Regions from separate parts of the Mus musculus genome. Here regions 1, 2, 3, 4, 6 and 7 are each linked to region 5. Evidence: chromatin contacts called from public HiChIP or PLAC-seq, capture Hi-C and promoter capture Hi-C data. All regions are on one chromosome and are shown on one strand. The core of a region is the stretch at or near the end of the contact, and the rest is flanking DNA. Distances in the headings are between cores, read along the strand shown.

The links. Promoter capture Hi-C pulls out the DNA fragments that hold promoters and counts their contacts. HiChIP or PLAC-seq counts read pairs in DNA pulled down with a chosen protein or histone mark. Capture Hi-C pulls out chosen DNA fragments and counts their contacts.
Region 1: a contact with region 5 is called in a capture Hi-C map of embryonic stem cells, with 3 times the contacts expected there. The contact joins the promoter of Siglec1 here to the promoter of Smox in region 5. A contact is called at or near these places in 14 of 39 promoter capture datasets (the C10 cell line, the HPC-7 cell line, HPC-7-derived erythroid cells and 9 more), 10 of 484 Hi-C or Micro-C datasets (B cells, cardiomyocytes, cerebellar granule neurons and 5 more), 16 of 115 datasets of contacts at active chromatin or transcription factors (astrocytes, cardiomyocytes, craniofacial prominence and 12 more) and 4 of 9 other capture datasets (adipose tissue, embryonic stem cells, liver and 1 more).
Region 2: an H3K4me3 HiChIP or PLAC-seq map of embryonic stem cells shows a contact between it and region 5, with 5 times the contacts expected there. The contact joins the enhancer-like site here to the promoter of Smox in region 5. A contact is called at or near these places in 9 of 39 promoter capture datasets (the 3T3-L1 cell line, 3T3-L1-derived adipocytes, the C10 cell line and 5 more), 3 of 115 datasets of contacts at active chromatin or transcription factors (embryonic stem cells and stem cell-derived neural progenitor cells) and 1 of 9 other capture datasets (embryonic stem cells).
Region 3: a promoter capture Hi-C map of erythroid cells shows a contact between it and region 5, with 5 times the contacts expected there. The contact joins the promoter of 1700037H04Rik here to the promoter of Smox in region 5. A contact is called at or near these places in 4 of 39 promoter capture datasets (the 3T3-L1 cell line, erythroid cells and neural stem cells), 3 of 484 Hi-C or Micro-C datasets (the C3H10T1/2 cell line, CD4 T cells and hematopoietic stem and progenitor cells), 16 of 115 datasets of contacts at active chromatin or transcription factors (SST interneurons, astrocytes, bone marrow-derived macrophages and 12 more) and 1 of 9 other capture datasets (liver).
Region 4: a promoter capture Hi-C map of fetal liver shows a contact between it and region 5, with 6 times the contacts expected there. The contact joins the promoter of Hspa12b here to the promoter of Smox in region 5. A contact is called at or near these places in 15 of 39 promoter capture datasets (the 3T3-L1 cell line, 3T3-L1-derived adipocytes, the C10 cell line and 11 more) and 3 of 115 datasets of contacts at active chromatin or transcription factors (embryonic basal ganglia, forebrain and regulatory T cell precursor).
Region 6: a contact with region 5 is called in a promoter capture Hi-C map of the HPC-7 cell line. The contact joins the promoter of Adam33 here to the promoter of Smox in region 5. A contact is called at or near these places in 19 of 39 promoter capture datasets (the 3T3-L1 cell line, 3T3-L1-derived adipocytes, the C10 cell line and 10 more), 2 of 15 datasets of contacts at CTCF or cohesin (large pre-B cells and stem cell-derived epiblast-like cells), 3 of 484 Hi-C or Micro-C datasets (the G1E-ER4 cell line, Sertoli cells and embryonic stem cells), 19 of 115 datasets of contacts at active chromatin or transcription factors (astrocytes, bone marrow-derived macrophages, craniofacial prominence and 10 more) and 4 of 9 other capture datasets (adipose tissue, embryonic stem cells, liver and 1 more).
Region 7: an H3K4me3 HiChIP or PLAC-seq map of forebrain shows a contact between it and region 5, with 3 times the contacts expected there. The contact joins the enhancer-like site here to the promoter of Smox in region 5. A contact is called at or near these places in 2 of 39 promoter capture datasets (the 3T3-L1 cell line and stem cell-derived epiblast-like cells), 3 of 115 datasets of contacts at active chromatin or transcription factors (craniofacial prominence, embryonic stem cells and forebrain) and 1 of 9 other capture datasets (embryonic stem cells).

The regions. Positions count from the first base shown.
Region 1 is chr2:131,085,202-131,088,633 of GRCm38.p6, forward strand. It overlaps Siglec1 (sialic acid binding Ig-like lectin 1, sialoadhesin), which reads right to left and starts at 1,564. Exons shown (of 21, transcript NM_011426.3): 1 at 849-1,564; 2 at 257-616; 3 at 1-13. The coding sequence starts at 915.
Region 2 is chr2:131,803,521-131,807,440 of GRCm38.p6, forward strand. No RefSeq gene overlaps it. Among named protein-coding and RNA genes, the nearest start is that of 5330413P13Rik, 42 kb to the right of the region's middle. Within about 2 kb of position 1,976, at least 15 of the 459 cell types and tissues checked have an H3K27ac peak or open chromatin away from gene starts, as enhancers often do. A contact at or near this core is called in embryonic stem cells, where this site is marked.
Region 3 is chr2:131,157,969-131,161,664 of GRCm38.p6, forward strand. 1700037H04Rik (RIKEN cDNA 1700037H04 gene) reads right to left here and starts at 2,113. Exons shown (of 6, transcript NM_026091.3): 1 at 1,985-2,113. It overlaps Gm14232 (a long non-coding RNA gene), which reads left to right. Exons shown (of 3, transcript XR_003954063.1): 2 at 1,537-1,758.
Region 4 is chr2:131,125,377-131,128,835 of GRCm38.p6, forward strand. Hspa12b (heat shock protein 12B) reads left to right here and starts at 2,036. Exons shown (of 13, transcript NM_028306.3): 1 at 2,036-2,138.
Region 5 is chr2:131,490,604-131,494,460 of GRCm38.p6, forward strand. Smox (spermine oxidase) reads left to right here and starts at 1,259. Exons shown (of 7, transcript NM_145533.2): 1 at 1,259-1,433. Gm30679 reads right to left here and starts at 1,673. Exons shown (of 2, transcript XM_030252306.1): 1 at 965-1,673. The coding sequence starts at 1,571.
Region 6 is chr2:131,062,377-131,066,258 of GRCm38.p6, forward strand. Adam33 (a disintegrin and metallopeptidase domain 33) reads right to left here and starts at 1,438. Exons shown (of 21, transcript NM_033615.3): 1 at 1,039-1,438. The coding sequence starts at 1,138.
Region 7 is chr2:131,827,265-131,830,659 of GRCm38.p6, forward strand. All of the region lies in intron 2 of 5330413P13Rik (RIKEN cDNA 5330413P13 gene), which reads right to left. Among named protein-coding and RNA genes, the nearest start is that of 5330413P13Rik, 19 kb to the right of the region's middle. Within about 2 kb of position 1,502, at least 78 of the 459 cell types and tissues checked have an H3K27ac peak or open chromatin away from gene starts, as enhancers often do. A contact at or near this core is called in embryonic stem cells and forebrain, where this site is marked.

The sequences.
Region 1 (3,432 bases), core at 314-2,813, 410 kb before region 5:
GGGCTGGGATCCGCTGAAAACAAAGGCAGTAATTCTCAGGGCTCCCCTCACCTCACTGTACCTCACACTGTCCCCACAACCCCAACCAAAGGACAAGACTTGGGGGGAGGGGGACTCAAGAAAAGGAGAATGTCACAGAGTGAAAAATAATAGGCAAAGGTCAGAGCTGAAGGCCTAGGCAAGGTTCAGGTCAAAGGACAGGGCTGGAGCAGCAGCCTAGGAGTCCCTGACCGCGACCAGTCCCCAGGCTCCTCACTTGTCACAGTGACCGTGGTGCCTTTGACATCTAACCAGCGGTTGCTATCACTGATCTCAAAGCGGAAGTTGTAGGTGCCAGAGTCTTCAGGCTTCAAGTCTTTGAGCAACAGGTTGCACACCTTGTGGTCCATGTTCCCCATCAGTTCAGCTCGACCCCTGAAACGCTTGTCCACCAGCTTGGGGTCCCCTGAGTGGATTACCACCTGCCGCTTGCCCGAGTAGTCATAGTACCAGATGGCTGTGATGCCATTGGACACTGGGACATCGGCAGGGTAGCTGAAGATGCAGGGAATGAGCAGGCAGGATCCCGACAAGCCCTGCACATTCTTGGGACTGGAGACACCCCATGTGGTCTGGCCTAGAGGAGGGTAGGAAGAGCAACAGAGAAAAGGGTGATGCAAGCCTGGGAACAGAGCCCTGTCACCTGCCCCAAAAGAGGGTGCTCCAAACAGGCTCCAAATCTAATCTAATTTCCCTCTTAGTGCCCCAAGGATGGGGTGTGCTCAGTCACATCTGATCATAGTCTAGGCTTCTGTGCTGAGTCCACAGAGGCCAGACCCTATGAGAGGCACTAGCCTCGTGCAGCTTACCTAGTGAGAAGACAGAGGCCAGCAGGAGCAGGGAGAACAGGACACACATCCCAGTGCCCAGGTGCATTCAGGTGCCTAGGGAAGCCGGGTGGGTAGGCACACAGAGACTGCCTGGAGCACTCCAGGGCCCAAGTCTATAGGGTTTATCTCACCTGCTGTGTTGGTCAACCCAACAGGAAGGACTGCTGTGGCAGCCACCAGCAGGGAACCAGAAGCCCCTGTTCCTGGCTCAGGGAGTGATTGGAAATGCTCTCACTTGGTGGCATGTCCCAGAGAGTCTTCTGTGCCCCTTGGCTCCACCCCTTAAGGACACAGCCTCAAGGCAGATCAGCAGTGCATGTCTCTCTTCACTTCTCCCCTGCCGCCTCCTATTACTCAAACCAACAGAACCTGGAGTCCAGTGAGACCCTGTCACTTACTCCAGGGCATCCAGCAAGCACCGTAAGCACCGGAAATTGGTCTCCTGCCTCTCCAGCTACAAGTCGGACTGAGCACACGCTGAGGCTGCCTGGCTTGTTTGTAGACAAAGTTCTCAACTTGGCAGCTCAGGGTGGTCTCAAGTTCACAGAATCCTCCTTCAACTTCCTTTAAAGAGTCCTTCCTCTCTCAAAAAACTCCTCATTGCCCCCTGAGATTTTGAAAGACCTCATTTCTTAACCCCTATGCTGTCCCCTTTCTCTGTGTTTCATAGACTTACTCTAGGCCTAATCTTGTCTGCTCCCTGGCTCCCTCACTGCCCAGTTCCACCCCCACCATAAATGATCTTTGCTCACAGAAATCTTACTCAACCTTCAGGATGCTGCATAAATCTGTAACTTCCCCTCTGGGCTGAGTCCTTGTGGCCACAGCAGAGAAAGCTTTATGTTTTCCCTCTTCTTGGCAGCCATGGGCATCCACCCATTTCTGAAGACCTAGGCCTGGGAATTTGTGGTCCACAGCAGTGCAGAGCCCCAGACCTACAGGGATCTCAGTGATTATGACAAGGGTGTGTGGTCCAGAGTCAGGCTAGAGAGGTGTCAAGGAAACTTTCCTGGGTCAGGTCGCCATACACTCACACCCACAAACATGCTTATTGTATACCATGCACAAGGAGCAAGCCCTGTGCCAAAGGGTGCCACAGCAGGAAGGAACACCACAGGCGGCAGACACAGCAGTCCAAGAAACACCTAGAAAACAACCCAGATGTCAGTCTCCATGGCTTTGGACCACGCAGTGCTTTCCTGACTTAGAAGCGAAGCTCAGTGGTAATGCTTCGTGATTCTAGCGTTCGGGAAGCTGTAGTGGGAGGATCCTGTGTTTAAGGCTCGCTCGTCAGGGCAAGCTACGAAGACCGTGCCTCAAAAAAGAAAAGGGGGAAGTAGGTAAGAGGGACTTGATTTTTGTGTGAGCCAAAAAAAAAAAAAAAAAACCAAGCAAACAAACAAAAACAAACAAACAAACAAAAACTGTGCAGAGAAATGAAAAAGACAGCCAAAGAATGAGAGAAAATATTTGAGAATCATTTATTGAAGACTAGTATCCAGAACATGTCAAGAATTCTGACAGTACCATAGCCTCCTCTGAAATAAAACAACCCATCTAGGAAAATGGGCAAAGGACTTGAATAGACACTTCTCATTGAAGAAATGCAAGGCAACAAACCAATGAAAAGACGCGTGAGGAAAACATAAGTCGGAACCAGAGTGAGGGCTGGGGGGCAGTTCAGGGGGTAAGAACACGGTACCGTACCGGGTGTGAGCATTTGTACAACTACCGAAGCTCCTGAATGCAGGCCCAGCACTGGTTGGAGCAGAGAGAGACAGAAGAATTCCTGGGGTTAGCTGGCTAGCCAGCTCAGCTGTAAGAGATCCTGTCTCAGGGGGAGTTAAGTGGCAAAGGATAGAAGACACACACATCAGCAAACATGGGAACAACCAACCACTATGATGGCTACTAATGAAAAAAAAAAAAAAACAAGAATAAAAACTGTTGGTGAGGATGCACAGAAATAGGAGCCCTGCACATCGTTAGTGGGAATGTGGAATGGTGCAGTGTGGGAGACTGAGGATTCCTCAAGAAGTCGGTGTAGAACTAGGAAATGGGACAGGATGAGAACCTATAGGGACAGAAGCTGAGCTCCAAGCAGACACCGCTAAACCACGTTCACAGCAGCATCCTTCACACCTGTCATAGGATAGAAAGATCCCTGTGTCTATCAACAGAGAGATGGATAGAGAGATGTGCCTATGTATATAGTGGATTAATCAGAACAGATGCAGCTCTGACACGTCCTCTATAACATAGTAAGCAAATACTACATTGCTCAAGTTAATGAACCATCTAGAAACAGAAAATGGATGAAGTTACTGGGGACTGGGAGAGGAGAGAATATGGAGTTACTATCTGATGGGTACAGAGACTACGTTGTGGATGGTGAGAACGGACTGGAAATGGATAGTGGTGGCAGCTATGTAACAATGTAAATATATGCCTAAAGATAGGACAGGAAACTCCATCTGATGTATATTTTATCATAGACACAATGTTGCAACTGTGCAATCCTCCCAGCTTCCTGCCGACTCAGCAGAGACAAGCAGTCCTGGGG
Region 2 (3,920 bases), core at 726-3,225, 310 kb after region 5:
GTAGACCTATCCCCGGGGCCACACTTGATACAGTTTATTGCTTCTCACAAAATGAAGCATAAGAGACAGAGACAGAGAGAGGATAAAAGAACATCCAAACTGTAAACTTCACTCTTCTATAAACTCTCCTCACATGTGACACATGTGACTGTGACATATCATCTCTTCTGCCACATGCTGAGGTCATGCACACACTAACCCAGCTATAACAAGGAAGGAGACTGTGCAGAATCGTGCATCCCAGGAGGTAAGTAGCTCCTCAGGTCCGCTCTGGAGGCTGACCTCCTCAAATCCCTTCCTCTGTCCTACATTCTTCTCTACATTTCTCTAGTCCCTGTAGAGAAGAACTCATGTTTTCAAACATTTTCTGTGTCAGTCAGAGTCTATGATTTCCTGTCCCCCATGCTCATTTGAATCCCTTCCAGCAAGACATTTGTTCCCACAACCCAAGTCTTGTCAAGGTCACCAGCGACTTTCACGTTACCAAATCCATTGGCCAAACAGTTCTCAGCCTTGGCTCACTTGGCTCGTATGAAACACATTGAGTCACTCTCTTTTCTTTGAACCATTCTCCAGATGACCTTCAAGATATGGCTCCACCCCTCCCTGATAGTTAATAGATATTTAATTTTAAAGAGTAAGAAATAGAGGCAAGAAATAGTTAGCAGTCACAGAGAAAATTAAACAAGCTTTAAAATGGTGCGGTTCTAGAAAAGAAAAGAAACAAACAAACAAATCCTGATGTTATAGCGCTGAAAATTGAACTCAGAGCCTATGCATACACACTTCACTGCTTGCTTATAGCCCCAGGCCACCAGGAAATGTAAAATTGCACAAGAGACGAGACACTATTAGATCTCATTGTTCAGTTAAATGGTGAGTAGTTCGCATACTCTGTCAACATGCAACTATAATCATTTCCCGTAACTATAATGAGACGATTGAATAAAGGGAACTTGAGAAGAGTTAGAAAAGATAATGGGTTGGTGGGGGGCAGAGGAGATGGCTCAGCTGTTAAGACCACTTTCTGCTCTTGCATAAGACCCACGTTCGGTTCCCAGCTCCCTCAAGAGAGCTACTATCTATCTGTAACTCCAGTTCCTAGGGATCCTATGGCCTTCTCTGACTTCCTCAGGCACACATTGTGGGGCAGTGGACCATGCCAGGACACTTGGTGAGGTCGAGTGGGTTCAGAAACTCTGGTACCCTCATACCTGAGCATAGTAGGAGTTTCATCTACTCCCAACCAGGTTCCTGTCCTCTCTCATCAAGAGACAGTCATCTCCCTTGGGGGAAAGCCTTTGTCATACAGAGCCCTGCCTCCTGAAGAAGGCCCTCTGTGCTCCCAGACGCTCATCCCCTGAGCTAAGATGGAACTACACACACACACACACACACAACCTGGGCTGGGACCCTTCAGCTGCTCACCCAACACCAGCATAGGATAAAATGTAGTCCAGTGCCTCCCATTTCATCTGCCCCAGCGAAGTTCCCACACCCCAGCAGTGAGAGAGAAACATGGAACCTCACACATGTAATGTATATACACGGATGCCAGCAGAAACTTCTTATGCATAAAATAACTAAATCTTTTTTTAATTGTAAGGCAATAAATTAGAATAGAGTGTGTGACACGTGTATATAATCTCTGCATTTGGGAAGAGTAGGCTTTTGAGATCCTATTAAAAAATAAAATAAATAAAACAGGAGAAAGGAAATTCTTAAACTAGTAACAGCAGTTTATACACATTAAAAAAATTGAAAGTCCTGGGGACAAATGGACACCCCAAGAATGAGTAAGAAAACAGACACAAGTCCACAGGCAGGTGGATGGCATGGGGAAACCAGAGAAGAACTAGAGTCAAGTTCCAGAAGAAGAAAGCCTTTCCTGGGGAAGAGAGTGACAGTCCTAGAGGAGGTAACAAGGCCACCTGCAGAGGGCTTCTGGTTACTGAAAAGGCACACCCAGCAGGGCAGACCTCCTAACAGTGCAACTCCCTGTGAGCCTGTGGCAGCCATTTTCATTCTAACAACCACAGAAGACAGGATTGCTGATAAGCGATGGGCACTTGAGTGATGTTCTAAGCCCTTCATGGTTGCCTCCCTGCTCTGCCCTCTATGTGCCCACTCTGCTGTGGCCCCAACACTCTCTCCCACTCAGTGGAAAAGGTGACCCCTGAGAAAGAGTGAACAGAGCAGTTCCACCGGAACCTGGGGTGGGGGGGACTCCAAGATGCCCTTCCAAACCTTTGCAAACCTGGGAGGTGAAAGGAGACTTGTGTGAGCCCTCCAGGGAGAGCAGTGAGAACTGAGTCTGTGATTCAGGAAGAAGAGGGGTTTGCTGGAAACCATCGAGTTAACAAAGCCAGGAACACTGCAGAGCCCTGTCCAGAAACCCATACTTACCTCTGAGGAGAGAAGACGGAGTAACTTCAGGCCTTCTCTTGTCTGTGCCGTCAGCAGAGAACCTGCATATACACAACAACAAAAGCAGGAGGAAAAACATCTTTAAAGAAGGACTCAAATTACAGGTTAAAATAGAAACTTAAATTATATGGTGCTTCCAAGAAACAAACGCCAAACAAAATGGTATCGGCCGGTTAAAAATAAATGCTTTTACCGGGCGTGGTGGCGCACGCCTTTAATCCCAGCACTTGGGAGGCAGAGACAGGCGGATTTCTGAGTTCGAGGCCAGCCTGGTCTACAAAGTGAGTTCCAGGACAGCCAAGACCATACAGAGAAACCCTGTCTCGAAAAACCAAAAACCAAACAAACAAACAAACAAGCAAAAAAAAATAAATAAATAAAAAATAAAAAAAAAAAAATAAATGCTTTTTAAAAAAAGGAGAACTGAGATTTATCAGGCCAATAAAGAAGAGCCAAGATAACAAGATACGTTTCAGATTGCACAGAATTCAAGGCATTGCATGGAACAAAGATCTTTCTGCAATGAAGTATAATCGGTTACACCCAATGTAGGTGTAACCGATCTCAAGAGTCCTGCTAGCCATACAACCTGCTCAATCTCCAGGGAGAGAAGCCCACGGATCACTGCGGTTCCTTTGAAAGGATGGTTCGCTCTGGAGTCACTGAAGGTGACAGGCAATGTTCTAAGTAAACCTCACAGGCTTAGCAAAGCACAGACTCAAGTCGGATATGTGAGAAAAGCAGCCTCTGATTGGTGGAAATGAAAGACAGAGTGGAGACCATGAGATCAGCGGCTGGTCCCACTCCTGCAACACGATGGCTCCCTGGTCCTTGCTTTGGTTCATACATTCCCCCAAAAGCTCATGGGCTGTAAACGTAACACCAAGTGCATGTGCCTGTGGTACACAGAGGTGAGGTCTCTGGGAGGGAATCAGGGTTAGACAAGGTCCTGAAATGACCTCTGGGGTAGGGTCAGTGGTTTGGTAAAAAGGAGGTCGGAGTCAGTACAGGTGACCTGAGTTGCCACATGACACTCTCAGCTATGTTATGATACAGAAACGAATCCCTTACCAGATGCTGACTCATGCAAGGCTGTGGTATTCTGTTACAGCCACAGAGAATGGATTAAGTCAATGCGGAGAGGAGAAATATCTGCAAGTGCCTGAGGGAGTAACTGACCTTGGACCTGGAGTGGTGATAAAGAACTGGAATTTCTGACACGTGTGTACATCCGCATCTGTGTGTTTAAAGCCGTCCATCCTTCTTTGCTGCTCTGAGCATCTCCCACTCTGGTCAGGCCCAGCAAGCCCGGCTTGTCTTAACTGCTTTTCTCTCACGGGCATGCTGGCTTCAATTTCTCCTGGACACAAACAAACCAAAGCCCGGTATCCCAGTGCCCTGGAGGGCTGGAATAGAAAGCTGGGGTCTGGCTCTCAGCAGTTGCAGGAGCTTGACCTAGGGCCCACGGCAGAGCTGAGGGTCAATAAACTCGG
Region 3 (3,696 bases), core at 863-3,362, 330 kb before region 5:
GCCCCTCCCCTGCCCTTCTTCCTTTCCTCACTCCAGGGCACCAGGCTCTGGGAAGACTATGGAGGAGGCTGCTGTGGTGCCTTTTCTACTTTAGGCCCCTCATCTGGCAAAGAAGATGATGCCCCTGCCCTTAGATGGCTGTCGACAAATCAGGAGTGAGAGGAGAGAAAACTGGGTATGGCAGCAGGCAGACTTGGTTAGTAGAAGCCGGAGGATCAGAGTTCAAGTCATCCTTGGCTACAGAGTGATTGTAAGGACAGTCTGGGCCACCTGAGACAATATCTCCAAATAATTAGTAAGTAAAAAACAAATATACATAAGTCAGGTGAGATCCTGGACAGCTTCAGGCGGGGGCACACTGAGGGCTTCTTGGTATTTCAGATGCTCTTAGGGAAATTGGAGTGACTAAAATGTGGGCGGGGAAAGCTCTGAAGCTACCTTCCCAAAGAGCTAGCATGTGGGTAAACAGGTGGTGGTTATGGAAAAATCCAGGGTCTTCGGTGTCATAAGGCCTTTTTCATTGTCCAGTCCAGGCTGCCCTGTTCTAGCACTCAAGCTCCAAGCTAAGAGGCAAAGGTGATCTACCCATGGCAAAACGGAACTCTTGCATTGTGACACTCTCTCTCCCTTCTGATTACCTACCTCTTCCCAGAGGCAGCCTTTAAGCCCCAAGGTATCACAGAGCCAATTTCAGCTTGCGTTGTGCTGTGTGGCTGGGAGCACAGCCCCAAACCTTTTACCGTCTCCTCTCTGAATCATTCTTCAACCACCATTCCCAACCCCATAAAAGCCCTTTCTATGTCAGAGCAGTAAACAACCTTCAATTCTTCCTACCACCTCCCCTACACCCATCCAGGGACCCAGTCACAGCTCAATCATCAGCCCAGCAGAAGCACTTATCCAACCTCCCCTTAAAGCTCAAAGAACACCCACTGAAGTCTCAGACAGGGAGTGCTACATGGAGGTCGCATGTGGAAGCAATCTTTCATCTCCTCAGCCTTGACCTATCTTTGGAGCCCCCTTCCCCAAAGCCAGGGATGCAAGGACGGTAATAGGTGTTTACTCTCACAAACAGTGGAGGGAAGGGTTGACCTGTGAAAAGGGTGTTAGTCCCTCCTGTCTACCAACCTGTGTGGTTCTCCTCTGCCTAGCATTCACTTCCCACATCCCCCTCTGACATCAAAGGAGGCTGCTTGGATTCATCTGGCCTCTAGATTGACTCTTTCACCCAAGAAGCAGAGACACGGGTGAAAGCTGCTCCTACCCCCCACCCACCCACCCACCACCCACCCAGCCCACCCCACCCCACCCCAGTGCAAAGCAATGCCCTACCTTCACATCCCACCACCAAGATTAAAGAGGAAAGACTCAAGCTGTCCAACCGAGCCCTGTTCACTAACAGGAGCACTGGTCCAGAACCTAAATCCAACCATTTCTGTGAGACACTGGAGAGGCTCTGGCTCTGGCCCTCTGGCCTTTCCTACCGCCATCCCTGTGGGTGTGGCACGCCCCACCTCAGTGTTATTGTTTTCTCAGGGGACAAGAGCAGCAGAACGGGCCTCAGACGTACCCACACCAAGAGCAAGGCCGCGGATCTGTCCATCTGAGATAATGCCCTGCGCTCTCTGAGCTCGCCAGGCTGACGCAGGAGTCTCTGGAGCCGACACTCCCAACATCAACATCCTCCTCATGATCGTGCCCGGGCACCGGAGGCTCAGAGGCTACTCTTCCAAGGTCACATAGAGCCACGAGGACCAGGTAGGAACGGGACGTCAGCCACATTTACGCCCCCACCCTCAGGTGTCACTTGTACCCTGCCCGCTAACCGTCATTTGTACCCAGGACCCCACATCCCCCACCCCATCCCGCTTCTACAGAGTTCCTCAGGCTAGAAAGCAAAGCCTCCAGCTCCAGCACAGCTGAGGATCTCAGACCCAGGAGCCGTCTCTGGTGAACTAGACGGAGCCCGGAGGGCCCATCTCACCTTGCAGGCGAGCCCCGCGGCCAGGCGGTCAGAAACGACCGCGGAGGCGGCGGTAGCAGCAGCAGAACGGGCTGGAGAGCGCGAGGAAGAGCCCCGCGCCGCATCAGCCTCGCGCCACGCCCTCTCCTCCTTCATTGGCTTGAGGGGCGTTGAGGGGCGGGGCTAGGGCACTTCAGACCAATGAGCTGTCTCTGAGATCCACCAATTAACGACGAGATTCCACATCACGTGTGCGCGGAGGCTGAGCCCCACGAGTCGACGTCACCCCAGCGGCACGAGCTTGGGTGATGAAGCGGGATGGGAGCTATGTTGGAACCGCTGCTGGAAACCGACCAGAGCGACCTTCCCCATGAGGTTTCCGATCCGCGGCAGTTTTGTCTAGGAGTTAAGCAGTCACCTTTCCTACTGGACTGAGTCTGGATTTCGGTCTTCCTTTCCCACCCATTCCCTATTCCAAATAAGCATTAGAACAAAGAAGGCACGCGGCGTAGGAAGGGGGGAAGGGAGCGTACGCGGGCGCCCCCGGGGACAGGAGCTTCTGCTCCTGGTCTCCAAGGAGGCGGTCGCCATGGCAGCGGGATGCGTCTCGACCCACCCGACAGGGTGTGGGCGTCTTCGTAGAGCACTTACTAAGGCTTGTGGATTTTTGCCACAGGCCCACCTGTCCGTGTGCGACTATCTCTATCCTTATATACACTGATTAGGACAAGAGGTTTAAAGTGCCGAAAGAGCAGTCAGAACACACAGGTTCCCGATCCTTCCAACTTAACTAGCGGAGACAGGCCTTGGACCGCTGAGAGCTTGCTTGTTTTTCCGATAGAATGTGGTCGCTGCCTGTAAGAGTCCTCAAGGTCCGACTCTTCCGTGTCCTTATGGCTGTTAACCTGACTCGGATCTTGTGTTCGCACGCTGGTAACAAATAGTCTTTCTGTGCTATTGTTTTCATAGCGTTACTTCAGAGGGCCCAGTGCTTCCCTGCTGTCTTCAGCAGGGCTTCTCAAACTTTTTATCGTTGTTTTGGATGGTACGTGCGCTCCCTACTGTTGAGAAAATTCTGTCCTCCAGAGCGGACATTGAGAACTTTTCATTCTAATCCCAGCCTACTCAACCCCTACTCCCACCTTTCCAGAAGCCCCGTGGTGTGTTCCATATCTGTTCTTTTCCAAGTCAGCAGACAGTGCCTCCAAAGTATCCTGAAGGCCACCACGCCAGGCAAAAGCAGCCTGCAGATGTATAGCCCCCGGAGACTTTTATAAATACTTTTCTTCCCATCTTCTTGCCCCTCATCCTACTTCTTCACAAAGGATTCTCATTTCCAGTCTTCTTTTGAAATATCAGATCTAACAACACATTCTCACATTTACATTCAAAACAAGAACCAAGGGCTTTGGGGGTAGCGGTCCCTGCCTTTCTGGAACGTCAGTTTACCATAGTCCCCTCTGATTCCTATTTCTCGCGTTTATTTTACTGCCTAGGTGTGTGTTGATTTTCAGTTTCAGGATTCCTGTTTCCCTTTTGCTGCTTTTCACTTGAAACCCATCTCTTGGTGAGCTCTATCGAAAGCAGAATAATCGCTAACAGTTTACTGTCTGAGGCAATTTTCTAATTGTCAACTCCTTTTAACATACTTTCTGAATATGTACGATAGGTAAGTTAATGTGCTAACAGACTCCCAAAGCAAGACACCCCTAGCTTACTGTGAGACCACCACA
Region 4 (3,459 bases), core at 786-3,285, 360 kb before region 5:
ATGAGAGGTGCCGGAGACTGTCCTGGGAAGGACAGTTAGGAACACTGGCCAAGGGTAGTACATGCTTGGAATTATGGGATCTCCTGTGGGTTTGGCAGGAAGAGAGTGGGATTGGTGGCAAGATGGGCAGGATTTCTGGGTTTGAAAACTCACCAGATACAGATTAGAAACCAGAAGGGTGGGCCTGGAAGAGAAGGCACCCGCTGGAAGGGGAGGCTGTGAGCAGAGCCTCAGGGAAGGACCAAAGAAAGACTAGAGAAGGCCTGAAAAGCAGAAGGCAAACTCAGAGCTGACCAGAGGAGTCAGAACCCCCCCCCCCAGGACAGTGGGTAGGCCCACAGTGGCACTAGAGAAGAGCAGGGGGAGAAAGGAGGACCCATCAAGGAGAAGGACAGGACAGGCATTCAGCAGGTCCTTCATCCACGCCCATTGGGCCCAAGCTTTCTATGGTGACAGAACCAAACCTCTAACATGGATCGAGGATTCTTGTGAACCATCTGCTGCCCTCTGTGTAGACGGTTAGGGTTAGGGTTAGAGTTAGGGGTAGGGGTAGGGGTAGGGATAGAGTTAGGCTTGGTTTTAGGCTTAGGCTTAGGCTTAGGCTTAGGCTTGGGCTTGGGAAAGCTGAGCAGAGGTGGGACAGTGACTGAGGAGGAGTGAAGCAGGACCCAGGGCAGAGATGGAGCCACATGAGGGAGTGCCATCAGGCCACCACCTGAGCTGGGGATCTGCAGCTGTGGCCCAGGGGGAATTGGATGCTTGAAACAAAAAACAAGAAGCAGGTGTGTGGGAGAGTCGGACCCTGAAGGAGGTCAAGCCCCTAGAGGCCTCTGCAAAATGTCTTGTCAGCGAACAACTAGGCACACCCAGGGGGCCTCCCCCTTCTCTGAGAAGGGGTTGGGGGAGGGGCTGTGAGGGCTGCAACTGGGATATAAAGTGAGTAAATTAATTTATCGATTAATTAAAAAAAAGTCTTGTCACACATACCCTAACAGCCAAATACACACAGACACGAGATACAGTGTCACACACATACTGCACGGGTGCCTCTGTCCTCAGTCAGGCAGGGAAACCTGCTGGCTGGACACCTTGCTGGGACAGACACACCCCTCCAGCCCTGACCTCGGTCAGAAAGCCCTCTGGGACAGCAGATATGACAGTATGGGCAGCAAGCCCTAGGGAAGGGACACATTTTCTCTGGGCACAATGAGAGAACCTAGGCAGACCAGGAGGGAAACCGAGGTCTGGCAAAGGGTGACATGGCAGAGAACAAAAGCAGCTCCCCTCCTTGTCCGCTGCTGGGTCTAGGGGAGCAGGTCACAAGGAGGTAAGGTCTGCAAGCATCTGGGGCCTTTGTGGGGCACAGGGACCAGAGGACTTGACAGATCCTGGGAGTACAGGGCAGGGTAAGTCAGCTCCGGACAGAGCTCAGGCAAGCACCTGACCATCAGGGCTTCCCCTACAAGTCTCCTGACTTAAGCCAGAACCTGGCATCACCAGGAGGTCCTGGGTTGATACAAGAAGGCCGTAAGCCTCATTCGAAAGGTTGAGGACTTCTCACTGTTGAGGCAAATTGGGAGGTCTCCAGTCAGGCCTGAGGTCCCAGCCTGGAAACCTAGCTTCTGCCTTCACCCTAAGTTCAGACAATCGGGGACGAAAAAGTGTTGAGGAGACTGCAAAGACCTAGGACAGGGTCACCCTTCGTAGGGGACTAGACTCTGGGCAGCAGATGCCAAGGCCCAGCACCAGGGAGGGCAGCTGGGGAAATGCGAGCAGCAAAAGGTCTTTGAGGGTCTGGAATTCTCCGCACACCCTGCTCCTCCCCCTCTGCCTTCTCCCATCCCACCCCCCTGTGCTGCTGCCCTCTGAGCAGGGGAGGCACCGCTGGCCCGCTGGCCCGCAGTGCTGCTGTGTTGTGAGGGAACTGGGAGGGGCTCGGGCTGGGCCCCCTCGGCTGAGCCCCGCGCAGGCAGGCCCCGCCCCGGCTCGCACATCTGGGCGGCGAGTGCGGCCATCCGGCCTGGGGGAGGGTGCAGAGACGGGCCTGGTGCACGTTGAGGTCCACTGTAAGCTCCGCTGCGGGACTCTGAGCTAGCACCCAGGCGACAAGACCCGGAGGAGCTGTCCGAGGGGCGGAGGTGAGCTGGGGAAGGACCTCTGGGCTTCCCAGAGAGTTGCAGAGGCTGCCCTGGGGAACTGTGAGCCCACTGGCTGGGTGGGGGCAGATCTGCAAGCTCCTCGAGGAGGCGAGGAGGCGGGCCCGCTGGCCTGGACAGGGGGAGGCAACTGAGCTCTGGCTCCTACCTGGGGCTATGGAACCCCACTGGAGTTTTAGTCTGGAGAAACCGCTGCAGGGGAGGTGGGGTGGAGCCTGGCAGGAGAGTCGTTGTGGACTAGGGCCTGCTCACTTAACCAGTTGTGGGGACCTGCTGCCTAGGCCAGAAGTGAGACAAGGGGTTGGATGTATTTGTGTCAAGAATTGCCTCAGGAGACGCCAGTCACTGAGACCCAGGGATGTGGGAGAGCGTCAGGGTGATCAGGATGTCAATATTCCAGAGACCTCAGGTTTCTCTCAAAAGGTGGGAATCCAAGTTGGGTGGGGTCTGAGCTTCTATAAGGTTAGAGGAGTTATCTGTGGAGTAAGTCTGTCGATGGAGGAAAGAGAAGAAAGGAACACTTATGCAGACTTCTGGAGCCATGGAGAGTGAAAAATTTCGTTGGAGAGAGCGGTCATGGATGAATGGGCATTAGGTGTTGGTGGAACAGAGATTGTGAACTAGTTATTGCCCTGATGATGGATGATTAGGTTACCCAGAGGGGTGGTGCAGGCATAAGGAGCAAAGCTGAGGCAGAGAGGGACCACCCATGGCCATTCCCATCACCCATAGCCATCACAGGAGGGAGTGGCCGCCTCACTCCACAGCCTTTTCCTGGTCCCCTCTCCTTGAAGTCATCTCCTCATAGGGTGGGGCAGCCTTTTGGGTGCCAGTTCTGATCTGATCCTGTGGCCCCAGTTGACCGTAGCCTGCTGACAGTCCTGTTGCAATAAAGGGCTGGCAGGGTGCTAGGCTGAGAGGCAGGGTCCCCGAGAAGAATGTTAAGATCTGAGTGGGTTCTTTGTTCTCATGAGCATCATGTAGAAACAGGAAGCCCAGCAAGACACACCTGCAGATTTCTGGAGATCACAGGAACGCATCCTAATCACCCCACGCAACAAGAGACCCTTGGAGAACTGTGTCCATAGGGCAAAAGAATTCTAGGCTACTGTGAGATCTGGAGAAGTCTCTGAGTTCCCACTTGGCCACACCCAGTCCTGGTCTTCAATGACTGACAGACCTTGTCTGTCAGACAGCACTCAGGGATGTAGGTCAGGGTGAATCTGAAGAGTCAGAGTCATGAGGCCAAGAGTTAAGAGCTGCCCATAGGCAGGGCTAAATGGGTCTGGGTCTGGATTTGGCA
Region 5 (3,857 bases), core at 9-2,508:
ATCTCTACTTCTTGCTTCTTTGAGGCAGGCTTTCACTGTGTGGCTCAGCCTGGCCTTGAAGTTGGTATGTAGCCAAGGCTAGCCTTGAACTCTGTACCCCCCCCCCCCCCACATGGCCTTCTGAGGCTGGGATCACGAGCATGTGATCCACATCCAGGATCTCTCCGGGCTGAACCTACAGCGACCTGTGCTCAGCATTGCCTGGTTCCAGGTTGAAATCAGGGGAGGGCCCCCTCCAGAGACACAGTTCGGAGTAGAGGCTCTGCGGCCACCAGGGGCTTGTATTCCCTCGGACCAAGTGTTGACCTGGTGTAGTACCAGCAAAACATACGAAAAAACAGATTAGGAGGTGCAGAGATGAATAAAAAATAATTTTCTTACTTTTGTGTGTGTGTGTGGAGGGGGAGAGTTGGGGGTGGTTCAAGACAGGATTTCTCTGTTTGACTCTGGCTGTCCTACACTTACTCTGTGGTTCAGACTGGCTTTGAACTCAGAGATCCACCTGCTTCTAGAGGGATTCCGCAGTGGTCCTAAACCTGTGGGTTACTATCCCTTAGGGTTCCAACGACCTTTCATAGGGGTCGCATGTCAGATATTTATTTATGTTTCAATTCATAACAGTAGCAACATTACAGTTACGAAGTAGCAATGAAATAATTTTATGGTTGGGGGGTCACTACAACACGAGGAACTGTGTGTCAGCATTAGGAAGCTGGAGAACCACCAGATTAAAGGCATGTGCCACTATTGCCCGCTAAAAAATAATTGATACCAATTAATTTTTTTTTGAAAAAAGGAAAAAGTGCCACCTAGTATTAACGTTGGCTTTTATTAAAAGTTTGAGGGTTTTACTAGGGAAATACACTTTTTAAAAAGGGCCACTTCAGGACATGGGCTGGGTACTGAGAGGATGTGAGCATTCTTTTCCTTTCACCTGAGGTTCCTGGTTCCCGCCGGCACCCACCTGAGACCTGCAGGACGAGAGACAGTCCAGGACAAGAGGGGCCCTTTCTTCTTTTCAAAAGGGCGGCAGAGTCTGGGTAAACTGAGGTGGGCGCAGCGCTCTGACAGTGCCGGAAGACCTCGTCTGCTTTGCAGGGCGGGGCGTCGCGGGGCTGGCTCTGTTTCTGGGCGGATAGGTGGGTGAGGCGTCCCTTTTGCGAGATAGGGGAGTGCAGGTGGCTGTGCCGCGGGCAACTCCAGGCTGGGTGGCCTCGGGCTCCCCGCCCCCGGTGGGCGGGCCCGGGGCGGAGCACCCAGGCGGGGTGGGCCGGGGACGCGAGGCGGAGCGGGGCCCCCGCACAGGCCCCGGCGGCTGGCTCGGCCCTACGGTCCCGGCGGCGGCTGCAGGAGGAAGCCCAGTGGCTGCGGAGGAGGGGAGGCGGAGAGGCCGAGGCCGCTCGCGAAGACGCTCCCGGGCTCCGCAAGGAAAGGTACCGTGCGGCCTCCCCGACCCGGGCTCGGACAGCCACCGAGCCTCGTAGGCAAGGGGCTCCCGATGGAGGCCGGCGGCGGGCGGTGGGCAGAAGAGGCTGCCCGGGCTGGCCGCGACCCCGGGGTCCGGGCCGCATCCTCCGGACGCCCAGCGCGGCGGCGCAGACAAAGCCGGCGAGGCACTCGGTCGGCCCGGAGGGTGTGCGCTGTGGAGGGGAGGGAACACAGCTTGCGGCGGCGGCGGCGGCGGCGGCGGCCCGGCGTCTGCCGGTCTCCTTGGGACAGCTGGAGGAGTGGGGAGCCGCTCTCCCGCGGGTTGCCCCGGGGCTCACAGGCTGCCCGGCTTGGCCGGAGCCAGGCTGACGAAGGGAAGGGAGCAAGTCGCTTCGCCGGGAAGGGGTGCCGAGGCCGGCCGCCGGCTTGGAGGTGGCGCGGCTGTGGAGCAGGTGAGCGGTGCGCGGACCTTTTGGGTCTTGCACCTGAGCAAACCGCGCCGTGGCTGGCCCTTTCGTGAGCCGTGCCCACAGGTTGTTGGAGGAGCCAACTGATAGTGGCACAGCACCGTCCCGCCTGGGGTCCACTTGGCCGAGCTTGTGGGGGAAACAGCAGGTGCTGAGTGGAGGTCACCCAGGCTGGGGGTAAAGAGAAGGTCAAGAAAGTGTTTGAATGGCCCTCATTTATTTGTGTTCTGCTACCTCTGTCCCTTTCCTCTTACAGAGGAAGGAGCATTACAGGGCTTGAAGGGCCGCGCTTCCTCCTGGGCCCTGTGACCATCCCTTTAGATGTCCCTGGCATTTCTTACCCAGCAGGTTTTGAGAACAGTCTTTGTCCGCCCTCGTCATTTCACAGTCTCCCTGTTTGGCTTTGAACCTCATCCCCCGTCAGCCAGGCACCCAATTCCCATCACAAGGATCTCCTCGGAAGTTCTGACTTTAAGCAGTGCCCCTAAGAAGCAGGCACCCTTTCCTTCTGCAGTCCATCCAGGGCCGCTCTAGCAGGTTTTGCTTGCCTTGCAGTGTCTTTAGAAAGCTCTGTCCTAGAGTTGTATCTTTCCCTGGGTGCCCCAGTTCCTCCCTTCTACCAGCCTGCCCTAGCCTGTCCCCTTCCCCTTAGTTTTGCTGTTAAATGCTTGAGGGCCCCAGGGCTCTGTTCTCAGCATTTCCTCTCCTGACTGCCCTTCTTGCCATCCTCTGTTCACTTTCTACCCCTGTTTTTATTCTTTCTTATGATTAAAAAATTAATTTATGAATACAAAGATCTCTGTTTTTGACTTATTTTATGTGTACTAGTATTTTGCCTGCATGCATGTGTGTGAGGTTGTCAGATCCCTGGAACTGCATTACAAGTAAGCTGTCTTGTGGGTGGGTGCTGGGAACTTAACTCTTGGTTCTCTGGAAGAGCAGCAAGTGTGCTTAACCGATGAACCATCTCTCCAGCCCAGAACTCAAAGATCTTAAGTGGTTTCATGCTCATGATTTTCAGTGGCAGATCTTGTCTCTGGCCCTAGCTGGATCCTACCGGTCTTCTGATGTCTTAATGTGGACAAAGCAGAATCCTGACAATGTCGGGGGCAGGATTGACAATACTTGGGTCATGACATCTGAGAGTGGCTGATAATCTATCTCTTAGGACAGGCAGCTCGGACCCCTTTCCACCCACCCTTCACAGCCAGTCCTAGAACAAGGCCTCTTGGTCCTTTGCAGAGTTCATCTAGGGTCCATTCTCCGTGCTAGGATGAACTTTGCAGAGTTCATCTAGGGTCCATTACCCTTGCCTCAGGCTACTGCCCCACCCCAGTCACCTTTTAAGTGTCCCTAAATACTGTAGTAGCCTTCTCCCAGTGCACACACTTACCTTCTTTGCATCTATTTTTAACGGAGCAGCAAGAATAACATAGAACATTTTGATCAGATACTTTTATTTCTCGATGGCTTCTTATTACACTCAAATAAAATCTTAGAGCTTTCCCTTGGCCTAGTTGACCCTCTGTGACCTCTTAGCCTTATTTGACTCTTGACACCTTATTTTCTCCCTGTCAGACACTTCTATCTCTTCAATACCCTAAGCTTTTTCCTGACCCCAGGGGCTTTGCTTGTGGTATCTTCTATGACTTGAAGATTTTTTTCCCCTAGTGCTTTTACTGGTTATACTTTGCTTATATTTTTTAGTTCTAAATTTAAGTGTACCTTCCCAGGACACCATACTAGCCCATGTAGAGGACCTCTTCTACACATGAGCCATTGTAGAACTTGATTGTATATTGTATATGTAACTTCACTTTATGTGTAAGAGTTGATAACTCTTAGTTATAGTTGTCTCAACTTTGTTTGACTTCTTAACCTTGACTGGTTGGCCCATGGCTATACCTGAGGTATCTTGCTTGGTGTTCTGTAGGTAACACTCAGGAAAGCTTGATCCACAAA
Region 6 (3,882 bases), core at 188-2,687, 430 kb before region 5:
GTGCAAGTGTGGCTTTGGAATGGAGGCTGAAGAGAGAGAAGGGAGAGGAGGAGAAGGAAGGACAGAGAAGCCTTCCTGGAGGTTAAAGATCTCTCCGCCAAGAGAAGGCTTAACTGAGTATGGAGAACCAAGTCTTGCTGGCCTCGGATTACCAAGGGTGCAGGATAAGGATTCAGGTGTGAGTGTTCTCTGTGCAGCCCTGCAAGACAAGGAAGGAGGCAAGCTAGGAGTCCGGTGGACTAAAGTGGAAACTGAGGAAGCCAGTCTGCATTAGGAAACACAGAGGCTCTCTCTCCTCACCATTAACTATCCGCAGGCTAAAGGCAATACAGCTGTCAGTCAGCCCCCTCAGAAGCCTTACGGAAGCAGCAGTCAACAGATATGGGGTGGTTTCCAGACTGCCCAATATCCAGCCCTCAGCCCTTACTGCCTCCTCCCCGGTGGTCCTTCTGCCTTCTGGCCAGCCTAGTGCTTGCTATGTGGAGTTTGGAGATTCACCCTACAGGCTTGGAGATGCTAAGAGCCCTGTCGTCCCGGAGTAAGGAGAGGTTACAGTAGGAAGAGAAAGTGGTAGCCCCAGGCACGGCTAGGCAGACACCCCTGTTTGAAGAACTGCCACATAAGGCAACTGTATAAACACCATACACACTGCCCAGACCCAGCATGAGAAGAGGACGAGCCGAATGAGACAGCTAGGCCTGTGGGCAGACCAGGACTCCAAGGACCCCAGGTCCTTCCAGGAGCAGGGAGACACTCTGGCCTGGCAGTTTGGAAGTGCAGAAGCTTCCGGACAGAGCTGGGCAGCACTGAGGAAAGGGTAGTGTTGCCTATTTGCTTTGCTAAGTAAGTGTGGGCAAGTCTGCTCCAGGGCCAACCCTTACCAGGAGCACAGACCCTTCCCACATCCTGTCCTGGCCAGGTAGCCGAGGGTCGGGAACTCTATGTTCTGTAGTTGCACTGGAACCCATGACCACCACCACTTCACCCTGCCCTAGAGCCGCCCCCCCCCCCCCCCCCCCCCGCCGCCTGTATCCTCACCTGGAAACATCCGAGCGCTCCGCAGCGGACACGAGGGCAGCAACAGCGGCAGCAATAGCAGCACCGGAGACCCCCCGGGTCTCCCGCACCTCGAGCCCATGGCTGGGAGTGCCTTTCCCTCTCACTCTTGCTGTGCTGTTGGCTCCACCCCGGCTAGAGGGGGCCGCCTCCTCCCGCCCTCAGCGGGCCTCGCGCCACCTCACAGGAGCGCAGGAGTGTGGCCCTACCCTGGCCCGCAAAACAGGAGTCCGCGCTGCGGGAGCCAGGATGACCCTCCCTGGCGTTATCTGCAACAATCCTATCCACGCTGGCCAAGGGAGGCGAGGGCGGAAAGTCCGGGAAGGTTCTTAGAGAACCTCTCTGGTGCTGAATAGAGGCACTAGCTAAGTGATCCCCACAGCTGCTCTGTCTGCCTAGCACACATCTCTGGTCGCAGTCTCCCTAGTGACATCTGGATTCTCCTTTCTACCCAGGATCTGTCTACCTGCACCTAGTGTCCCACAGCAGTGAAGCTGTCCCACTGCAGCTGAGATGCATCTGGGTACCTAGGGGTCTTGTGGTGGCCGCGTTGCTGAAGTCTGTGGTTCCTGGTAAAGGCAATGCAGTGGTGGGCACAGGGCAGAGGAACAGCGATGGCCAGGACAGAATTGTTCTATACCACAGACCCCCAGGCATGAGGGACCCTTTCCCAAATTTTAAGGACATTGCTTTCGTGTTGAAAAGATCACTTCGTACACTTGGTATGATTTCGGATAGCAAGAGATTTAACTTTGAAATAAGATGATTAATAATTTCGTTCTGAGAATATGGAATGTAAAAGTTCCAACGGCAGAAGAAAAAACATTTATACGATTCGAACATCAAATGCTGGGATTAAAGGCGTGGTGGTGCACGCCTTTAATCCCAGCACTCGGGAGGCAGAGGCAGGCGGATTTCTGAGTTCGAGGCCAGCCTGGTCTACAAAGTGAGTTCCAGGACAGCCAGGGCTACACAGAGAAACCCAGTCTCGAAAAAACCAAAACCAAAAACAGAAAACCAGTATGATAGGTCAGGCAATTGGATCGAGACAGGACACTCAAGATAGCTAGCCTGTGCAATATAGAAAGAAGTCTCATGGAAGAGAGAGGGAAGGGAAGGAGGGGGGAGAGAGAGAGAGAGAGAGAGAGAGAGAGAGAGAGAGAGAGAGAGAGAATGAGAGCGAGAGAGCGAGCGCACCTCAGTTGATACAAGATTGGGGCCCTGAGTTCCATCCCCAGCATCCCATAAATTGGGTGTAGCAGCACACACCTGTATCCCAGCAGAGAGGCAAAAGACAAGTTCAAAGTCCTATATGGAAAAAGTGTGAGATCAGCCTGGAGACCTGGTGTGTGGCAGTGGGGTGAGGGGTGTCATCAAGGAGAAGGCTTAGTAAGTAAAGGACCTGCGTTGGTTCTTGAGTTCAAGTCTCCAGCAATCAGAGAAAGCCAGAACCATTGCACAAACTTGTAAGCCAAGTGTTGGACTGGACAGAGACAGGCAAATGTTTGAGGTCCAGGTTCAGTAAGAGACCCTATCTCAAAAAATCTGATGGAGAGTAACACTGGAAGAACTCAGAGTGAGTCACACATGCACACACAGGTGAATGTGTATACAAAGGGGGCAGGGAGGGAGAATGAGAGGAGACTGGGAGATATCTGTAGTTCATGTCTGTAATTCTAGCACTTCAGAGGCAGCTGGAGCTACACAGCAAGACCCCGTCTCAAAAACAAACCCAAGCCTGACAGTGGTGAGGTACACCTTTAAGCCCAGAGGCAGGAGAATCTCTGAGTTCAAGGGCAGCCTGAGTGAGTTCCAGGACAACCAGGGCTCCACAAAGAAACACTGTCTTGAAAAAAACCAAAACCAACCAAACAAAAAAGAATCAAAAACAACCACCACCACTACAACAAAGCAAACAAGGGAGAAGGTATAAAATGCTTAGGAGAGTCTTCCTTTAGTCTCCATCCTTTGGGTACTCCTTCCCCACAGAAAGCCACTACTACCAATTTCTTACATAAGCTGCTGTTTTAGACACAGGTTTTTTTTTTTTTTAAATATAGTAACATATTCATGTGTAGCTCATTTTTCTAGTGAGTGGTTGGTCCTTCTTTTAACAGTTTAAAGGACCTCTATGTTTAAAGGCGATTGGCCCTTGTCTGGAGTATGGGTTGTATTTTCCCAATTTGTGAGTTTTACCCAACCTATTGCCTATTACCTATGGCCATTTATTCTTGTCGATAAGTAGTTTCCAATTGTATGACTATGGTCACAGTGTTCCATGGACTCTTCTGCCGCTAGACAGCCCCTGGGTCTGAATTTGAGATGGTTACAAGGGTGATTGGCTCTGCTCCCTGGGTGCTGGGATTAAAGGCGTGCACCTCCACACCCAATTTGTTCTGTTTTGTAAGAAATGAGGTTTTATTGTGTTGCTCAGGCTGATCTCAGTCTCCTGGCCTCAAGGTATCCTCCCATGTCGATACACAGCACAAGGCGTAGGAAAAGTGGCAGATTTTTTTAAATTAAGTTTTCTTTCCAAAATATAGATTCAGAAATGTGAGATTTTCACAAAGTGAACCTGCTCACTTCCCTGGCTCTCGAATCTCCATTGTGGCTCCCGCCCATCCCTTTTGCCCACCAGTGGCTGTTGTATTGACTTCTATCCCATTCCTTAACTATACCTGTCCTTGGTCTTCGCTGTGAACTTGCTTGGGCTGAGAATCACCTTGTTCCGGGCACATCAGGTCAGTGAGGGTGTTTCCAGAGAGTTTTAACAGAGACCAGAAGACCCACTCCAAATGTGGGTGGCAATACCTGATGTTCTGTCAT
Region 7 (3,395 bases), core at 252-2,751, 340 kb after region 5:
AGCAGGAGGCTAAGCAGGGAGACCTTGAGGGAAGCATACGGCAGCCTGGGTGGTGGTGGTGGTGGTGCTAGTGGTGGTAGGGCAGTTACCAGTGCTGATGGGGGATGGGTGGGTACCAGTGCTGATGAGGTGGGTAACAGTGCTGATGGGGGATGGGTGGGTACCAGTGCTGATAGGGATGGGTGGGTACCAATGCTGATGGGGGATGGGTGGGTAACAGTGCTGATGGGTGGGTACCAATGGCTGGACAGCTCAGAGCCCTCTAGGGAGCAAGAAGGTGGACAGAACTTAGACATATGCCAATCAACATGTCTTCTCTGACTTCAAAGAAAGCAATGTGGATTTTCACATAAAGGCTCAGTGGAAAGATAATGGTAAGGCTTGGGTCTCTCCTCATGAGCAGTGAGAGAGAATGAAACAGCTACAGTCCAGATTCTATACTTAGGGAACAGGGCAGCTTGGGAGGTATACGGAGGAGTGGCATGCTGGTACAGTTTTAAAGGGTGGATGTAGGGGTGGAAGGAGTGGTGGGTTTGCATCTCTGGTGGGGTGCCATACCTGCCCTGGTAAGTGTTAGTAAAATTGAATGACAAGGGTCTACAATTCCCATGTTGAGGTTTCAATAACATTACTTCTCCAAAGATTCCCCAATTCAGGTTATGCTATGCCCCTCAAATAGTATTAAACCAAATCACATCACCCAACACCCCAAATCTTACACTAACACACTTTGGGGGGCCCTTGACAAACTGAGAAGGATGGAGCCCCGTCATCCTGGAGACAAGCAGCTGGAAGGTGTGTGTGTGCAGGAGTCTCTATGAAGACATATAAACAGTCTCTGTCATCTGAGAACAACCGAATACAGAAAGCTTATTTCGTTAGCATAAGAGTGTCAGACACATTGTACCCCATAAATACAAACCATTGTCAATCAAGAGCAAAATTTAAAAACCAACCACCAGGGGGCACTTGCTGAGCATTTTCTCTGAGATGATCTCATTTTCCCTCCGGAAGTCTTGCCCTGATTTTCAAACTATTGCACCATGACAGTGAAAGCCAAAAAAGAAAAAAAGAAAAAAGAAAAGAAAAGAGGAAAAGAAAAAGAAAAAGAAAAAAAGGAAAAAAATCGGTTCATTCAAAGTATCCCAGCCTTGTGGTTGGGCCACCCACTCTAATTTCACAAAGCAGTGGGAGGATCAAGGGACAGCTCCAGTATTGCTTAGCCATGATGGAAAATCAAAGCTAGACTTCCAGTTATCTCTGGAAGAGTAGTGTCCAGTAGCTGTCGGGTAGCCAGGCAGCTTAGAAGGTCACTCTACCCCTCCACCTTTCAAGTTCCTTCAAGCTGTCTTAGGTGCGGTTGGACAGGGGACGTCCTTCCAAATGCAGCCTGTGGGGTTCGGGTTTTTTGGCAGGAGATCACAGTGCTGAATACAGCAGCCCTCTGTCCTCTGTGCGGGCTTCTGTGGAACCTTGGCTTGCGCTCTGGACCGCCTGGGCTCAAGGAAACCATTGCAATAGGAGGAAAGGTCTAAGCAGACCCAGGGTTTTCTTCCTTCCAGGCGCCCTCTGGTGCCGCTGCACACTCAAAGAAAGGCTTCTTTCACCGGCGGCGCTAGGGGAAGTGGGCTCTATTTTCCAGTCAGAAAAGGAATGGGCTGTTCTTTCTTGGTGCTTTGGTGGGATCCTCACGGCCCATCCAGGTAGTTTACATATGAAATGACTCCCCAGCATCCCCAAGCATGGTGCCTGAGACCCAGAAGGCACTTACCCTTTCGTAAAAAAACGCTTTCTTCTACTTCTTAACCTCAGGTGGCCCTGACCTGGCTCTAAGTCACAGGTAATGTCTACATCAAAGTTGGGACTGGGTCCTTGAATATTTCTCTCCAAATGCAACAACAACAAGCCCTGATTCTGTAGCAACGACGGGAATTTTAATGATTAAGTCAAGTGAGTCTTTAAATTACAGATACTAATATAACTGTGTGATTCCCCAATCTGTCCCCAGATTGGCCCTGGATGGTCGCCCAGCCTCCAAGAGAATCAGTTTCCTAAAATGAGAAAGAATTCAAAGTGAAAATGTGAAAGAAAGGGGGGTAGGGGGATAGGGTTGGGTATAGAAGCATATTCCCCTCGTTATTTCATTGTTAGCTGGGGGGGGGGGGGGGATATGTCATGCTGTCATGCTGGAGACCGAACAAAAGAGGAGAATATTCTTATATCAGGCACTCTACCACACACCTCTAACAGGGAGGGTAGCAGAGACAGACTGAGCAACTGTCCTTAGTTGTGTGGGAATTCTCAGCTGGTGAGAATCTGCGGTCAGACAGAGTTTGGGTAGGGGCTCATTTCCTTCCCATATTCTCCTAATTGTCCTTTCCTACTCTGCCTCAGCTTCTCCCTCTGAGACTTAGATCTCTTCATCTTAAGAGTTGATGAAGACTGGCAATCTATCTTCTGTCACCTATATTTCAGGAGTACACAGGTGACAGACTTCTCTTCTAGGATCAAAAGTCTTCCCTAAGGGAGAATAAGAAGGCCTAAGCTTGTAGAGAGAAGATCATCGTTTAGCAGGAATCTTGGCGAAAGGGCATCACCTCTCAGTATAGCAAGACCACACCGAAAATAAAGCACATAGGAGATTGTCAGGTCTAAGACCAGCACTAAGAATAGCAAGGCCTATTTATCACGAGATGCCTGATAATCATTATAATAGTAAATACTTAACACTTAGGGTAGAATCAGTCATAGACTTAATATGAGTTTGTACATATTAGAGACCCGAGTCTCACTTGTCTCTGCACTACCCTTAGGCCATTAAATTAGCTCTTCCTAGTCACATTAACTTTTTGAGTTTAGGAATGAAGATTCCACACTATAAAAATGTATAGGATGTAGTTACACATCAGTTTTAAGAAGGAATCCAATGGGGGGGTGGGGGTGGTATATAGTGTTAGGTTGTAGTCAAGGTATGTTACTGAAGAGGACTAAAAGAAACACAATAAGCAAACCACAGCACAAAGGTTCCAGCTGCCAACAGGCTCCTAAACCGGTTTGATGGATACTGTGTGGGAGACCTAGTTAGTGTGCTTGCTACTTTGTTTGAAGAGAACTTTTAAGTCTTGATTTATGGCATGAACAGCCTTGTCTCTAAAATGGTCTTGAGGCTGTAGAGACTGAGGTGGGATAGATTTGCTGCAGAATAACTTCTCCAGTTATTTTGTTATTTTAGTCGGGGGTGGGGGTGGGGGGGTGGGGGTGAGGCAGGTCTTCGTGCCTCCTGAGGAGCCATCAATAAACATCAGAGGACACCCACATCCTTGTCAGGGAAGCAAAAGCTAATAAACAATTAGTTTTTCTTGGAGTGTGGCTGTCCTTTGGTGTAGGCTAGGAAA